5 separate regions of the Mus musculus genome follow, and regions 1, 2, 3 and 5 are each linked to region 4. A link is a contact called in public promoter capture Hi-C data. All regions are on one chromosome and are shown on one strand. Each heading gives the region's core, a stretch centred on a gene start, on an enhancer-like site or on the middle of the called end of the contact. The rest is flanking DNA. Distances are from core to core; before and after follow the strand shown. Region 1 holds the start of Mrpl10 (mitochondrial ribosomal protein L10). Region 2 holds the start of Psmb3 (proteasome (prosome, macropain) subunit, beta type 3). Region 3 holds the start of Dnajc7 (DnaJ heat shock protein family (Hsp40) member C7). Region 4 holds the start of Thra (thyroid hormone receptor alpha). Region 5 holds the start of Mllt6 (myeloid/lymphoid or mixed-lineage leukemia; translocated to, 6).

Region 1 (2,859 bases), core at 108-2,607, 1.7 Mb before region 4:
AAAACAAAAAACAACCAAAGAAAAAAAAAAGAAAGAAAAGAAAGAAAAGAAAAAAAGAACATGGTATGAGGAATTGCACACTTGCAGAATGTAGCTGTAAATAAGGTTGGTTAATGCTATTTGGATTTTACTCTGGCTGTAGTAGGTTGTTGAGGAAGTTTCTACCAGGGAGTAATTAGATTTATCATTTATAACAATCAATGGTGTAACAGCAGTATGGGAAGGCCAGACTGGGAACTGGGCGGAGAATTTTGAAGTTTGCTAAGAGGTGAGGTAGTGACCTCCAAGGCAGCTGAGGATGTATGAAAAAAATCGTCTTCAAGAAGTAAAAACCGCTGGGTGGTGGTGGCGCACGCCTTTAATCCCAGCACTTGTGAGGCATTGGCAGGTGGATTACTGATTTCCAGGACAGCCTGGTCTACAGAGTGAGTTCCAGGACAGCCAGGGCTACACAGAGAAACCCTGTCCCGAAAAAAACAAAACAAAACAAAACAAAAAAAAAAGTAAAAAAACCAACCGGAAAGTAATACTGATTAGTAAGTGGAGTAAGTAAGGAGAGAAAGTTTCAAAGTCAGTACAGCTCAGCAACCTGGACGTCACTGTTCCCGCCTTCTATCACCCCTTTCTCTCCTGTCCACTCACATCTTTTCTGACAGGTCTTCATCTCCAGGGAAGGTCAGGTTCCGCTTGGTGATAAGGGCTTCAGTAATGTGGACACCTTCCTCGGTTCTCTGGGCAGCTTTCTTAGCTGGGGAAAGATGAGCCTTTTGTCGCCTTGGGTTCATTTTTTTTTTTTTTTTTTTTTTTTTTTGGAAACCCGACCGACCTCACTGTTGCCCAACTGTTCTGTCAACTCACCTTCCTGCTCGTCTCCTGGCATGATCTAAAATAAACAGCGGCTGCTTGAGGCAGGTAGATGGACGAAGGCGAGCAGAGAAGCTTAGACGGTTGGGCTGGTTGAACCCAGGTTGGAGGGAAGACTGAGGAGACAAGGGCAGGGGGTTCTGAGAATTATTGGGGGTGCGGTGGAAAATAGGAGTAAATGGGAACGAAGGATCTGGAGTTAGAGGTGTGTAGCGTGGCTTTACTGGCCTTAAACTGAAAGGACCAGAAGGAATAGAAAGAACCGTTCCTTGAGGTCTCGCGTCGTTGCTAGGAGACTGGACGCCAGGTCTGACGGAACGGGGGGAGGGGGGGAAGAGGAGAAAGAGGCCCAGCTCCACGCATGCGCATAGCGGCCCTATCAGGCGCCACGCCCACTATTTCCGGGCCCGGGTTTTTGTTTTTTTTTTTTTTTTTTTTTTTTTTTTACTGCTGCCCCACAATCCTTAGCTACTTCCGTCTCCGCGCAGCGCGCATGGGAACTTCCTGTAGCGATGGCTGCGGCGGTGGCCGGGATCCTCCGTGGAGGTCTCCCGCCCCGGGCGGGTAAGGAGTGGCCCAGGGCCTCCCTGCACGCAGGATGGCGCTCTCTAGCCCTCGCCACCCTCCTTTCCTTCTGACCTTTCCCGTAATCTCTGACCGTCGACAGCTCTAGGAGACCCTGCCACTAGCCGGATCTCTGATTTGACTGGGTCATTACCTGCCGGTGACATCCCTTCCACAGCCCCTCCCCCCAAGCCGGGAATCACAGGACCTCGCTTTGGATTTTTCTAACCCTTCGCTCAGTTCTTACTCCTGGTCCCGGAGAGTCCTTTCCAGAAAATTTATGTATTCCTTCTTAAGGTCTTAGCCCAAACACAGATTCAAGTCTTCTCTCAACTACCCTCTCTCCATAAAGAGCAGGTTCTTTGGTGAAATTTACTTTTATCAATTCAGTCTAGTTTTGTTTATGCACGTGTCTCGTCTGATCTGTTAAACTTCACTGTGTCCATCTCAGCTGTGGTGTCTGCTGTTAATAGGCATCAGGCATTTAATGGGTAAATTTGACACCATACTGTAGGATTGTACTCATTGCTTCAAAGCAAAGGCACCTTGGGAGGAAGGCATTATTTTTATTTTTTAAAGAAGTATTTACTTTCTGTAAGTGAGTACACTGTTGCTGTCTTCAGACACATCAGAAGAGGGCATCAAATCTCATTACAGATGGTTGTGAGCCACCATGCGGTTGCTGGGAATTGAACTCGGGACCTCTGGAAGAGCAGTCAGTGCTCTTAACCGCTGAGCCATCTCTCCAGCCCCATCTCATCCCAAAGGCACTCGTAACAGCTCTTGTGGCCCTTAACCATAAAACCTCTCACCCTGGCAATCCTCTATATTACCTGGAGTCTTCTAGCTGATCTTTTCCCTACAAAACGACGCTATTGGTCTTTATGTTAGGGTTGAAAGAGTCACGTTGGCTCAGAGCTTTGAAGAATGTCCTTGGGTGCAGAGGGGACCTTCCAAGCTTTTCCTATTATCATCATTTTGTGCTATTGGGCACAAAAAGGTCAGAAGGCAGCTTGCGTGCCTCTTTTTCTTTTCTCCATCATAGGGGGATTCCAAGGGTTGTGTTTAGGTTGTCAGAGTTGGTGGGAAGTGCATTTATTGCACTGGATTAGTCGTCTCGCAGGCCTTAGTTTTGCAGTTTGAGTCAGGGTCTCATTAGTGAGGCTGATCTTGAACTCGGATTTCAGGTATTCACCATCTGACCTGAAGAAAGACTCCTTTGGGCGAATTGTGAGGTTGTTGTGTTTTTACCCCCTACTTGCTTCAAGTCATAGGAGCCTCAGAGCCGTGGGATGAAGCCATCATTAGCACGGGAAGAGTTTATTAAAATACAACTTTTTGGACCCCACCACCGAGTTTCAAATTTTATAGGTTTAGGGCAGGCAGGAAAGTATGTGCACTCCCACACAAAGCAGATGTTGGTGTCTTGAT
Region 2 (3,206 bases), core at 147-2,646, 1.0 Mb before region 4:
CCTCCTTCCACTCTTTTATCCCTCACTTTGTTCCTGTGGTTTTTTTCCTGACTGTTTCCATCCACCGGGACAGATTTCCTCTTTCAAGTTGCTATCGTCCACTGATGCAGACAATGGGAAGCTGTCCAACCTCCGCAGCAAAATTTATTCTTAATCCAAGGAAAATTGCATTGTTAAACATGGCAGTGAGACAGAAACTTGGCTTTGCCTTTCTGTCATCCTGATTGGGAGAAAGAATAGTGAGAGGTGGTGAGGAGACGTTAGGGATAGATCCATTCACTGACCATAGACGGATTTCTAAATACAGTGACCATCTGGGTTGGTGTATCACAATTATTGCTTCTGGTACCTCGGTACCGAATGTGGCTTTGGAGCATTTGCGATTTAAAAAAAAAAAAAAAAGGCCGAGACCGTCCCTGGGTGGGCTCGAACCACCAACCTTTCGGTTAACAGCCGAACGCGCTAACCGATTGCGCCACAGAGACGGTGACAGTTGTTTGTGAGGCAGAGAGCCGAGTCAATAGTACTGAGCCGATATGGCGCAAGACCAGTCACGACGCAAGCAGTTACAGTAGCTTAGAAACCCAGCGGAACAAAATCTGATCTCGAAGAACAGCGAATCGAGGCTGTGGCGGAGGGAACAGTGGTTGTGCAAGGGAAGGGAAAGCAAGGGATGCACACGTCCCACCTGGGCTGCCCTGGAGCCGTTGGCCCAGGCTATCCTCGGTCAGTGTCTAGGATGTGGCACAGAACGTTCCTTTGTAGAGTGAACAGAGACTTAGGGCTACGTCTGTCGGCCAGCAGGGATTGGGAGTGAGAGACTCCAAACGCTGAACAACCTGTAGCTCACTCCCGTAAAACAAAACAAAAGCTCCATTCTGGAACTAAACCCTCCTAGCACGAACCCTCGGCACGATCTTCCCATTCTGCAAAGAATGGGCGCCTTCGGTATACTCGGTGCCGATAGGTTAATTGGCGCCTGCAAAAATCCCGGTGAACAGTAAGGATTTGTGAATGAACACTGGAAGTCGGGTAGCTTGAGTAAAATGCCTAACTCCTGCAGCACCACGGTAAGCGCCAGCTTACCTACTCTGCTTACAGCACCAGCCCCACAAGGCCTGTCCCAAGCCCACGTGTTGCAAACTCCGCCCCTAAACGGGATGGCCCGAACTCCAGGTCCGCCAAGATCCCAACATGCCCCGGACCGTAGGCTCTTCCGCACTCACAGTGACTTTTCACTTTCCGCTTTCCATACCTCCGTTTTGGTGTCTCAACCAAACTATGCATATTTGTGACTGACGGCATGAGTGTCCAATAGAAAGCTGAACTAGTCAATCCGAGTCGGCCCGCCAGCCAATGGGGAGGATTCGGCAAGAGCGTTGACCCTGAGAAAGCCAGAGCCGGTTTGCAGGCAACGCTGTGGGGATCGGGCTTCCACTCCAGCGCAATCATGGTGAGATCGGGGAGTAAGGAAAGGAGTCTGGGATGGGAACTGAAAGCAAGGACGAGTAGTGCTTGGGTTCGGGACGGGGAGAGCCTGGTGGTCAGTAGAATGCACATGGGAGTACCGTGCAGATGAGTGCGGTTCCTGGGTGCCCCACCGGGCCCATCTCAGGGCTGGAGCTCCTGGCGTCCTGGCTCCTCCGGAGTGGAGGGCACGGGTATATGAGCTTTGGGGACCAGAACTGATGTGAAGGTTATGGTCCCACTTAGCTCCACGAACTGAGCCCCTTGATTTGTTTGTCCCCAGTCTATTATGTCCTATAATGGAGGGGCCGTCATGGCCATGAAGGGAAAGAACTGTGTGGCCATCGCTGCAGACAGACGTTTCGGGATCCAGGCCCAGATGGTGACCACGGACTTCCAGAAGATCTTTCCCATGGGTGACAGGCTCTACATAGGCCTGGCCGGCCTGGCCACTGACGTCCAGACAGTGTAAGTGTCTCCAGCCCCACCTTCACCCAGGTTTCTTCGTTGAGCAGCCCGATATCAGCCATCTGCCAAAAGCCACGATTGAGTGTGAGACTCAGCTGAACACCACAGCGTTACGGAGATGGGTCCTAACCTATGTTTTTCTGGCATTACCTTGTGCTCTGCTCTTTGTGAAGAAGCATTTTTGTTAGGGAGTCCCTTAATCACCGTCTTAATATTACTGGCGAGCCGTCTCATTCTGCAATTGAAAAAAAAATTGAGACCTTCCTTCAAGATGCACAGTAATGAACGTCAGCCAGAATCCTACTGTAGGTCTTTCTAAAGACCGTGGGCACTCGCTAAACCAGTAGGCGGCTGGCAAAGCAGACATACCGAACGATAACTAACCATGATGAGCTGTTGGGTTTTAACTGCCCACTTTACTTACCTAGTTGACAGTGCTTATGTGATTTGAGTGATGGGAGGGTCTGAGAGGGGAAACGGGTTGTCTGTGATGGCCCCAGTGTGCTGGTTCTGATCGCTGTGGTTGGTGGTGGGAACTTTAAAAACACAATTCATTGATTATTATTTTACGTGTATGTGTGTCTGTGCACCACATGTGTGCAGTGACTGCAGAGGCTAGAAGAGATTGTTGGACAACCTTCCCCCCCAGCAACCCTCATGACCCAGCTTGAATTACAGGTGGTTGTGAGCCACCATGTGGGTGCTGGGGATAGAAAGCTGGAAGAGCAGTCAGTGCTCTTCATGCCTGAGCCATCTCTCCAGCCTCTACATTTATTATTATTATTATTATCATTTTATTGTTTGTATGCCCGGGTTCCACAGCCCTGTGTGAAGGTCAGAGGACAGCTTGCAGAAGTTGGTTTTGCCTTTCCATCATGTGGTTCCAGGCATTGAGCTGCTTAGGCCTGGCGTAGGTGTTACTGCCCACTGACCCATCCCACCATCTCAAGGATGGGATGCTGTGAGTTGCTGAAGAAAGACTCATTCATTGATTCACTGAGCATCGAGGTCAAGAGTCAAGTCTTGCCCTGACCCCCAACCCTGGTACTAGAAATTGAAACCAGGATTTTGAAAGCTTAAGCACATGATATGCTATTGAGTTACATCCTCAAACCCAAGCCCTCATGTTCTGTATTGTTATTACTATTAATATCTAAAAGATTTATTTTATATGTATGGATGATTGACCACATGTCTGTCTGCGCACCAGCTTCATGTTGTGCCCCCAGGAGGCCAGAAAGGGGTGTTGGGTTTGCCCAGAACTGTAGTTG
Region 3 (3,270 bases), core at 469-2,968, 1.9 Mb after region 4:
GAGTTGCTTTAGAGAGGGGACACAGAAGTTAGCCTAGTGTAACCGGTGCACACCTTTAGTCCAGCACTTGGGAGGCAGAGGCAGATGAACGGTTCTCTATGAGTTCAAGACTGGCTGGTCTACATAGAGACCTGTTTCAAGTCCGAATCAGTGACACTCTCTACAGGAGATTTACACTTGAGTAGGATAGATTCCTCAAATGACATATAGCCAAAGTCCCTATTTATAGCAGTAAGAAGCACTAAATTCTTTCCAAATATAAGTAAAATAAAATGTAAGCTCTGTTTGTGTTAGCGAGGGGCTTCCGTTCTCATTTGGCAATACCTTAAGTTATATAGGAGCGGATGATGCTTAACTCCAGACACTGTAATGACATGGAAACTCAAACAGGAGGAGGAGGAGGCAAGGCTAAACTTGATAGCTCTTGATCAACTACACTTTGTCTAGCATCTCAGCTTTCAAGTCAGGTACTACCATACACCTGATGACTACAATATTCCCCGTATCTCTCCGAGTACCGCTTATAAGTCTAACTTGGACAGTAAACCCCTCAGAATCCTGATTTCTAGACCTCCTGAACTGACTCTGTTCAAATTATTCAGCCTGAAGACATTCCCTACAGGCTTGGTATGAACATGAACCACAAGGGAAGGAGAGTAAGGGGACTGTAGTCCATCCTAAGAAAAGGATCAAATTAATCATGCTACTGATAAAAGAATCAGTTCACCTTTGGTATCAGAACAAGTCCCGCCCGCTCCCAAGCGTACTCTAACCCCCCCACCCCACCCCACCCCACCCCGCTTTGAAAACCCGTTCTTAAGCTGGTGTCGGAATTCACCAAGTGTTCGAGAAAAACCACTCACTCAGCACCTCCCTAGGCTAGGCCAGACTAGCAATCCCGAGCCACTGCAGCTGCCCAGCAGTGCCAACTGCATTTAAACAGCTGTTCTCCTTGAGCTTAAGAATGCTCTTGGGAGGAATGGCGAAGAAGCGTCTGCCCCCGTACTGCAAGAGACAAGCTCCTCATTCGCCCTTCTGTCTATCCATTCTTAACTTCTACGGCTATCGGGGAGTGGGGGGCGACCAGGTCCATACAGTGAGCATCCAATTCTCTCAGCCTCACACTAGAGACCACTAAGGGTCATTAGTGAGGAAAGGGAAGTGAGGAGGAGAATGCGGGCTTCGGAGACGACCAGTCAGGACGGGCAACAATGCACACAAGTTAACCAGAGCGGGCGGAGGTCGGGGCTCTGTTAAGGAAGTCGTCATTGTCGCCGCGACGCCTCCCCCACTCTGCAGCCGACCTCTGGGGTTCCTACCCTTCCCCCCGCCCCCGCCCGGGAACCCGGCCTCCACGATGAAGTCCACCTTCCTCCCCGCGGCAGAACAAGACCATGCCTCAAGCTCCCTGCTAGGCGGAAGCAGAAGGGGACAGCAGACCCCCTAAGTGTACCCCTTCAGAGGGATCTCGGTCGACTCCAGCTCAGATGGGGGCGGGGGGTGTCTGCAGGAGAGCCATCGTCTCTGCATCTGGGGGCTGCCTCGCTGGCGGGTCCACCTGCCCCAAGCCACGAGCTGCAAGCTCGTCTCCTCCATGACTCTACCACCCGGTTGGTTACCTCTTGGCGTCTTCGTCCTCCAGCAGTTCAGGCTCGGTCGCCGCCATTACCACATCGCACTCCGCGGTAGCCGCCATCTTACCGCCGGGACCAGAGAGCCGGGTGGGAGGCAGACGGTGTAGAGCACTTCCGGTCGGAGCATCGAGCCGCTCGGCGGCGCCGCGCCCAGAGGGACTCCCTCGAGCCCGTCTACCAACGAGAGGCTCCGCTTGGGGCCAGAGCGGCCTTCCATCCCTGGAGGTCCACGGTGGTCTCCGCGCTGGGGCGGGGGCCCAGGGACGGTTCCTGTGCGTAGGGGGCGCCACTTTACCCGTGAATAGGAGGAGGGTACAGAAGGAGGTTGCCTCTCTGGGCCTAAGCTTGCCTCAGTATCCCTACAGCCCGGTTGCCATAACAACTAGCAATCCTAGAGAGCCTCCGGTAACGCTTGGGAGTCCCTGGTGGGTGGAGACGGGGTCCCCAAGACACTTGAGGAAGAAAAGCCCCCCCCAAGACTACCTTCCTGACTTTGCAGTGTGTCCACAGCTTCCTCCCTGGAAAGGCATGAAGAGCTACTTTGAGCCCAATCCCCAGCTTCATCAGTTCCTGGAAGCCCTGCCCAACCAAGCGAGGGGAACGCAGGGCGTCTTCACCCTGCTCCTTTCATCCTCCACGGATCTCTAAGCACCAACTGGTTCATCACCCCAATGACGCGGACCCTTTTATGAGGCTGCTTTCATGTCAGCCGCTTGGGAGTGCCATCTCAGCGTTAAGCCTAGAAAGGATGACATGGCGCGCCAGCCCCTGCCCCGGAGTTTATAAGGCAGCTCATGGGGTGAGGTCCCTTTTCCTCAGTGTCCCCTGTACTCCTACTTCTCATAAACTCTACCCAGCACGCTTGTCTGGCCAGATGTTGTCTGGATTGGGAAGACAGCATAATTATCTTTGTAGTACCACTACCACACACAACAGTGTTGGATTAAATTGAGGCCCTCTGAGGTTAAATGTGGGGAGGAGACGACCTTGAAATTGTAATTTAAAGCCAAAAGGAACGAAAATAAGACAATGGAATTTAAATTTCCCTTAAGGAAAGTGTGTGTCAAAGTCCCTAACCTTATTTGTAGGTCCTTATCATTACTGACGGAGTGGAAACTACCTGGGCCACTGGATAGAGAATGATAGCTGGACCTCAGTGAATTGAAATGCTGTGACCCTTTAATATGGTTCCTCCTGTCATGGTGATCCCCAGCCGTAAAATTATTTTTTGTTGCTACTTTGTAGCTATAAATTTTCTACTCTTATGAATTGTAATGTAAATATTTTTGGAGATAGAGGTTTGCCAAAAAAAGTCATGACCCACACAGGTTGAGAACCACTGCCTTAATTAACGAATTTAATTTTTCACCCATTTTTCAACAACGGGGGGGGGGGAAACAATTTTTTTCTTCCTTCCTGAATTTCTTATGTTAGATTTCTTCTGTTCATCTGTTCAACATGAAACCTGGGGTAAATCACACAGACCCACTGCCCTTAGCTTGAAACCTTGTCATCAATGCTTTTTGTCCCCACACCACACATCCCCCAAGTCTTTTCATCCCAAACTCTTAAACAATAAACTTAGAGACTGCAAATAGTCTCCTAACTGATCCTCAGTTTCATCTTTGCCAAGCCT
Region 4 (3,314 bases), core at 767-3,266:
AAACAAACAAAGCAACAAGTAAAATGAAACAAACAAAACAACCCTCCAGACTGTGAAGAGAGACGAGAGTATCAGAGACGAGTACCACCTTGGTGCCCTGGGTTTTCTCAGTCCTTGTCCTGGTCTAGATTATTGCTGAAATCTGAGTCCCCAGCCTCTGAGTCCTGCCTCAGTGAGGCAGAATATAATTGTATTTCTCATTCCCTGGGATTATCCCTCAGCTCCTCTGGTACCCCAATCCCAAGAGCCTACTTCCATGTGAGCATGGACCCTGAGTCTGTACACGGCCTTGTTCCCCAGGGTTTCAACCAGATTTGGTTATTGTAGAGGTGGCTTCGATTGGCAGCCAGCCACCCTGGTGCCTCAGTGCACTGAGAGCACACTGCAGCCTTCTCTACACTACAGCTGTTGCATGTCCGCTGGGAGCCGGGACTGAGCTGGTTCATTTACTGTTTGCTGACTCTGCACACTGGAGCCTCAATTTCCCCACTGCAGCTGCCGCTGTACAGTGCAGGCTTCTTTCAACCATTGTGTGTGTCCTTCAGTCCCCCTTGCCATCCCCAGTAACCGTAGGCTTCCACTTCGTTCCTCCCTCATCCAGCTTCCTGTCCCTTCCCTATCGGGAGCCCCACGAGAGGCATTCTCCCTTCTCCTCATCCCTTGTAAACCCTTAAAACCCCTTGTAAGAGAAGTGAGTCCATTGGCTCAGGATGTAGGTGGCTGGAACTAAGATGTGCAAGGGCAGCCCAACTTGGAGAGACTGTTGGTCAGCAACCCACTCAGCAAACGATTCTATCCAGTATGAACTGAACGGTTAGAAGAGCAGCTCCCCAGACACACTCTCTGGCTCCTCCCCAAGAGCAGGCTGTGGAGGCAGGGCTCCGCCCTGGGAGCCGTGGGAAGGCTATGGCCCCCGCTGGTAAAACTGGGCTAATGATAGCGGGGGAACCGGCGGGGCCAGAGGGGGGTGCTAGGGTAATTAGACCTCTGCCTGGCGGTAGTAGATCCCAAGATGAAAGGGGCTCTGGCGTCACTGGCAGGGTTTTATGTCCACGAATGCAGGTGTGTGTGTGTATGTGTGTGTGTGTGTGTGTGTTGTGTGTTTTGTGTGTGTGGTTGGCGCACGTGCGCGCGCGTGCGCGCGCAAGGGTCCGGAACTGGCATGGAGACCTCTCCTTTGAGAAAAGGAGTCCACCTATTTGCAGCCACTCTGTTGCTTAGATTGGCCCTTGAACCATTTGGATTTTGATGGTATACACAGGAGAGGAAATATCACCTCTGAGAAGCTGGGAGATAAGGGGCTGTAGCGAGTCTTGTCCACCCCCATTCCCCAAGCTTAGTATAGGAGTATATTGTTGGGGAATGGCTGGTGGGCAGTGACTAGAAAGAGCTTCCATGGAGAACAGAGACGTTTGCAAGAGGAGACAGTGGATTCAGCATTAATGTTAGAAACGAGAGAGGAGGCACAATGTGGAACGAGCCTCCAAAACGGCTAGAAATAGGATGGTTGAAGTTAGGAGGATTTCAGAAGTAACCTGTCCAACCTTTGGATTTTGTGCTCTTACCCTGGATGCTGTAATGTGTTCAAGGTCACACAGGGAGTTGTTCGCAAAGAAGGGACCCGAACTCTGAAACTACCCTTAGCGTTTGGTATCTGGACTTCCTCCCGGATTTATAAGGTGCAGTGATCTCCTCGGTCCTTCTCCCCCTACCCCAGGGTGCAAACCAGAACCCCCCTCCCCCAATTCTCCTCGCAAATGAAAGCTATTTTATTTGAAAATGACATCTTTCTCAAAACGTGTCACCGACCGTCGCTCCTGGATGGAGCCGTAGGGGGGGCGGGGGTGAGGTGGGCGAGTCTGAGCCTGGTAGGGGCCAAGGCGGTAGAGGGGCTGCGGGGCGGCCGGCCAGGAGCTGGGGAGCGGCGGGGGGCGAGGGGCGGGGACCGGCGACTGCGAGGCGGCCTGCAGGGAGCAGCCGCGAGCCGGCCGGGCGCGCGGAGCTGGAGCCCCAGCCGGAGCGGGGCGGGGGAGGGAGGAGCCAGAGCGGCCGCCGCCTCTGCCGGAGGAGCCGCGGGGCCGCCACACTCGCCCCCCGCCCCCCCGCGCTCACTCGCACTCACACCCCGGCGCTGGAGGCGGGCGGCCCGGGCCCCACCGGCCCCCCATGGACGCCCCCGGCACGGGGCGCTGAGACCCCCGCGTCGTTGCTCAGCTCGGACCAGCGCGCCAAGCCGAGGTAAGGAGGAGGGAGCAAGGGGGCATTAATATGCAAATGCATCGCGATTGATTATGCAAAGCCGCGGGTCTCTGGCCAGCTTGGAGGCGGGCTGGGGGCGCCCAGGGGGTTCCCGCCGCCGACCTCAGTCTTTTCCGGCGCCCGGGTGACCCTGTCACAGCCCGAGAGCTAGCCACTTACGCCCTGGGGAAAGAAGGTGCTGTTAAGTGGTCGGTGGGCCCCGGGGTTCGCCCAGGGAGATGGCGTCTGGGCCTCCCCTTCGAGGGCCCGCCCCGGCCTCTGTCCGGCCGGTCTGCTGCGCATTCCCGGGTTGGGCCCCGCTGCCTGCCGAGGCTCCCCCGCCCGCCCCGCCGCGGTTTGTTTACGGTGTGCCAGAAGCTTGTCGTGTCCCCCCACCCCCCCAGCCAAAGAGACCGAATGGCCTTTGCAAAGCTGTCTCTAGCTAGGAAGGGCAATGTGGGTGCGGCAGGGTGGAGGGGCTTGCATGGGCTGGAGGAGAGAGAAGCCCCCCTCCCCTCCCCACCTCTCCAGTTGAGCATGGCTTTCTGGTTGCAACACTCCTAATTGCAAAAACGCGGCGGGTGGGGTGGGGTGGGGGGAGTGTGAGCTTGTAGTAGTGGGGGTGTACTTGATGGTCCCTAGATGATTAGGAGAATTGTTGGCCTGTGGTTGGGGAAGAGAGGAAGAAATGGACCCGTGTTCTGTGTGTGTGTGTGTGTGTGTGTGTGTGTGTGTGTGTGTGTCCGCGCGCGCGCGCGTGCATGCTCCCCGTTTCCCTCCCTTGCAACGTGTCTCTGGTGCCCCTTTTCTATCTTGGGCCCTCCCTTGTCCAGTGTGAAAAGAAGGCCTGGGAAGATGTCAGAGGCAATGAAGAGAGCCACCCATTTTAGGGACTGGAGGGGGGAGCACACAGAAGGAAAGCCAGGGAGACGGGAGGCCTGCCCCTGAATGCTGGCTCTGGACCCAGGAGGGGGAGGGGATGAAGGGGGCCATTGTCCAAGATGAAGGGGGAGGCAAAGGTGACATGCAGACAACAGATATGCCTACACAGACAGCTACATGCTCACTCGGGGACA
Region 5 (3,295 bases), core at 172-2,671, 1.1 Mb before region 4:
CGCCATCTCCTCTCCGAGCCCTCTGCCCCTCCCCCCCAGGAAGCGTTCCCGGCCTAGAGGTCTTTGAAGTGTGGATGAAGCCCCCAGGGCTGCCTTCTCCCCTCTGCCACCCAACCTCCCGCTGAGGGGGTATTTGACCTTTGGTCCCTGTGGGGGCGCCGTCTTTCCCCTTGCAAAGAAAAAAGGGGAATCAGATCTCGTCTTTGGGCTTATACCAGTCTGGGGGAAGTCTTGGGTCGCTTTCCATCAAACCCTAGACCCAATTTCGGGGACTTTAATCCTTCGTGGTGCGTTTTTGTACGCTACTGTGATTCTATACCTGCCCAGAAGTCAAGGCGTGATTCTGTTGGCAAGCACTTCCGAGGCAGCTTTACTCACTTTAAAACGCAAGGCACGCCCTGAGGCTAGGGGTGGAGTTACGACTTAGAACAGAGATCTTGAATTAAGGTGGGGTACCTCATTGTACCCCTAAGGTGCCTAGAGACCTTGACATTGAAGACTTCAAAGGGAAGTTCCTGGAGGGCAGGAATACCTCTACTCTGGCGCGCAGCCGACTCTAGCATTCAACAAATTTTTGTGCGGGGCGTGGTGGTGCACGCCTTTACTCTAGCACTTTGGTGGCAGAGGCAGAATTGGGAGTTCAAGGTCATCCTTCACTAAGTGGTGAGTTCGAGGCTAACCGGAGCTACTGGTGATCCTGTCTCAAACTAACAAAAAAGATTTGTAAAGTAAGTAAAAGTTTACACGTGGCATTGTCTACCCTCCAGAGTGACCTCCAGGGACAGCACCCATGAGCTGCCATCCAGAGACACCATTCCCATTCCAAGAACAAGCACGGGTAAATGGTTTAACATCGCTCCAGTTCTTTTTAAGAGCCCTGGTTTTTTTCATCTTCCCTAGATTTCCCTAGGGTTGAAGAACACCCAGAGAAGGGGGATGGGAGACCGGAGACCCAAAGTGTGACACGGAGGGGAGGACTCGGGAACTACCCACCTAGAGTCATAAAGGGAAAAAGAAAAGACGGGGAAAGCTGCACTGAGCGCACGAGCGAAAAGCTCCCTACCAAGCCAGGCTTTGTTCCCTGAACCTAAGACTTTACCCGGCGGCGGGCGGGCCGGGAGCGAGCGAGCGAGCGGAGGCGCGCGGCCATGGCTGCCGCGGCCGGGCAGGGGGGCCGGGGGGGCGGCGCGTGAGCGGGCGGCGCGGGGCGGGCGGGCGCCCGCGATGTGCCACTCGGCGCCTCCCCCGCCGGGCCCTGCTTGCACCGCGGCCGGGCGGCTCTGGTAGCCGGCGAGCGGCGCGGAAGGGGAGCGCGGCGCGCGAGTCTCATTGTTGGGGGGGGGGGGCCCGTCGGGGCATGAGGGCGAGAGCACGGCGGGGGGGGCGGCCAGACAGAGCGAGCGAGGAGGAGGAGGAGGACGCCGAGGAGGAGGAAGGAGGAGGCAAAGAAAAGAAGCGGCGGCGGCGGCGGCGGAGGAGGGGGCGAGGAGGCGCGCGGCCCCCGCTCCCTCCCTCCCCCCCTGACCCCCGACCCCCGCCGGCCGGCCCCCAGCCCCAGCCCCGGAGGGAGCTCATGGGAGTATGAAGGAGATGGTAGGAGGCTGCTGCGTATGTTCGGACGAGAGGGGCTGGGCCGAAAACCCGCTGGTCTACTGCGATGGGCACGCGTGCAGCGTGGCCGTCCACCAAGGTAAGGGGAGGGGGGAGACGGCCGGCGGGGGGGGGGGAGCTGCGGGACCCCGGGGCGGCGCGCGCACGGGGTGCCCTCGGCCGCGCCCTCCGGAGCCCTCCTGGGGCGCCTGCCCCTCCCCCACCCACCTGAAGCGAAAGGCGGCGTGGGCTCCCCCCCATCCCCAGCCTGGTCCTCCAGGACCGGGTCAGGCATTGTTTTCTTGCCTATTGTTCAGTCCCGCGCCCCCCACCCCAAGTTGAAGGAGTTTTGGGGAGAGTCCAGGGCGCAAGGAGTGAACTCCCTGAGCCCCGCACCGCCGGTGTCAGGGCTGTCCCGGGAATGTTTACCTGCGAGGTAACCCCCCCTCCCGCCCGGTTTATTTTGGTTCCCGCTCCGGGAGGAAGAGGTCAAGGGGGGGTCATCCCCCTTCGCTTCCGGATACTGGGAGGAGCGGAATTGGGAAGGGAGGAGAAGGGTCCCACGGGAGAAGGGATCCTGAAACCCTCCGGGGAAGAGCTGAGGCTGGGAGAGCGGTTTTACAGGGGGCCGGAATGGAGGAGAGAGAGGTTTGGAGTTTCCCCCTGCCGCCGCACATGGTTCGGGAGTTAACTCCTTAAGGAATCTTGCCGAGGGCGCAGGCTGGCATCTCCGCCTGTCTGGCACAGGCAACCACCACCACCCCCCTTCCCAAGACAACCCTTAATGCTGTGGCTGCGGGCCTTTCCCGCCACTCTCCTCTGGGTACCTGCCCCGCACCTGCCCTCTGTTTTCACTTTTGACCTGTACGTGTGACAGAGGCAGAAGATGAGGTCCTTGAACCCCCGACTTCCTTGGCTTATCCCTTACTGGCCCTTTAAGAAGCACCCCCCCTCCCCTCATAACAACAAAACGTGTTACAATCATGACTATTTCTTGTTCTGGTGCCTAGGGGACTGGTCAGGGCAGAGGCGGCGGGGGGGGGGGGGGGGGAGGGGGAGGAATTCAGGTCCAGAAAAAAGGGAGAGGGGTGGGATGAGAATGGAGGATCTTTGGAAGTTTAAGGTCAAGGACTCTGTCAGACTTTTTGCCCCTGTTTGAAATGCTTGGTTGTGTGATTGAAGGCTGGCTCTATGCGGTTGGACATTTCTTGTAGTCCTGTTCCATTGAGTGATCCCGGGTCTGGGGAGCAGCCCCACCTACTGGGCTGGCTTTAGTAGGCTGGGTCTCTTCCCTGCCTGCCCCCAGTTACTCTGTGGGGGGGGGAACCATTGGCTGATGGCTTTGCTCAGTGAGTCTCCTTCCCCCACCCTTAGCTTGCTATGGCATCGTCCAGGTGCCAACAGGACCCTGGTTCTGCAGGAAATGTGAATCTCAGGAGCGTGCAGCCAGGGTGGTGAGTCCAGCCCCTCTCCCTTTCCTCTCCCCTACACCTGAGCATCTCCTGCAGGTTAATAGGGTACCCTGAGGCTGGGGCAGGACTAAGCTCTGTCACTCAGGATTTCCTGTTTGCTGCTGCCTATCACCAGCCCCATCTCTCCCTCAGCTCTGCACTCAGCTCTGCCCCGCCTCACCTCCGGCTTGGGGGCTTTGATTTTTTTGGGGGGGGTGTCTATGTGCTGCTTTGTAACTTTTTACTATGAAAGG

The links. Promoter capture Hi-C pulls out the DNA fragments that hold promoters and counts their contacts.
Region 1: a contact with region 4 is called in a promoter capture Hi-C map of pre-B cells, with 3 times the contacts expected there. The contact joins the promoter of Mrpl10 here to the promoter of Thra in region 4. A contact is called at or near these places in 2 of 39 promoter capture datasets (liver and pre-B cells).
Region 2: a contact with region 4 is called in a promoter capture Hi-C map of pre-B cells, with 5 times the contacts expected there. The contact joins the promoter of Psmb3 here to the promoter of Thra in region 4. A contact is called at or near these places in 3 of 39 promoter capture datasets (hippocampal neurons, liver and pre-B cells) and 1 of 115 datasets of contacts at active chromatin or transcription factors (forebrain).
Region 3: a contact with region 4 is called in a promoter capture Hi-C map of hippocampal neurons, with 5 times the contacts expected there. The contact joins the promoter of Dnajc7 here to the promoter of Thra in region 4. A contact is called at or near these places in 4 of 39 promoter capture datasets (cranial neural crest, embryonic stem cells, hippocampal neurons and 1 more) and 1 of 115 datasets of contacts at active chromatin or transcription factors (astrocytes).
Region 5: a contact with region 4 is called in a promoter capture Hi-C map of liver, with 2.7 times the contacts expected there. The contact joins the promoter of Mllt6 here to the promoter of Thra in region 4. A contact is called at or near these places in 5 of 39 promoter capture datasets (the C10 cell line, hippocampal neurons, liver and 1 more).

What each region holds. Positions count from the first base shown.
Region 1 is chr11:97,040,225-97,043,083 of GRCm38.p6, forward strand. Mrpl10 (mitochondrial ribosomal protein L10) reads left to right here and starts at 1,358. Exons shown (of 5, transcript NM_026154.3): 1 at 1,358-1,428. The coding sequence starts at 1,377. Lrrc46 (leucine rich repeat containing 46) reads right to left here and starts at 1,145. Exons shown (of 8, transcript NM_027026.2): 1 at 859-1,145; 2 at 643-748. The coding sequence starts at 880.
Region 2 is chr11:97,702,038-97,705,243 of GRCm38.p6, forward strand. Psmb3 (proteasome (prosome, macropain) subunit, beta type 3) reads left to right here and starts at 1,397. Exons shown (of 6, transcript NM_011971.4): 1 at 1,397-1,453; 2 at 1,751-1,935. The coding sequence starts at 1,451. It overlaps n-TNgtt8 (a tRNA gene), which reads right to left and starts at 485; the gene lies at 412-485. It also overlaps a transcript of Pcgf2 not described here.
Region 3 is chr11:100,617,909-100,621,178 of GRCm38.p6, forward strand. It overlaps Dnajc7 (DnaJ heat shock protein family (Hsp40) member C7), which reads right to left and starts at 1,719. Exons shown (of 14, transcript NM_019795.5): 1 at 1,620-1,719. The coding sequence starts at 1,696. It also overlaps a transcript of Nkiras2 not described here.
Region 4 is chr11:98,739,769-98,743,082 of GRCm38.p6, forward strand. Thra (thyroid hormone receptor alpha) reads left to right here and starts at 2,017. Exons shown (of 10, transcript NM_001313983.1): 1 at 2,017-2,238.
Region 5 is chr11:97,661,991-97,665,285 of GRCm38.p6, forward strand. It overlaps Mllt6 (myeloid/lymphoid or mixed-lineage leukemia; translocated to, 6), which reads left to right and starts at 1,422. Exons shown (of 20, transcript NM_139311.2): 1 at 1,422-1,690; 2 at 2,965-3,044. The coding sequence starts at 1,582.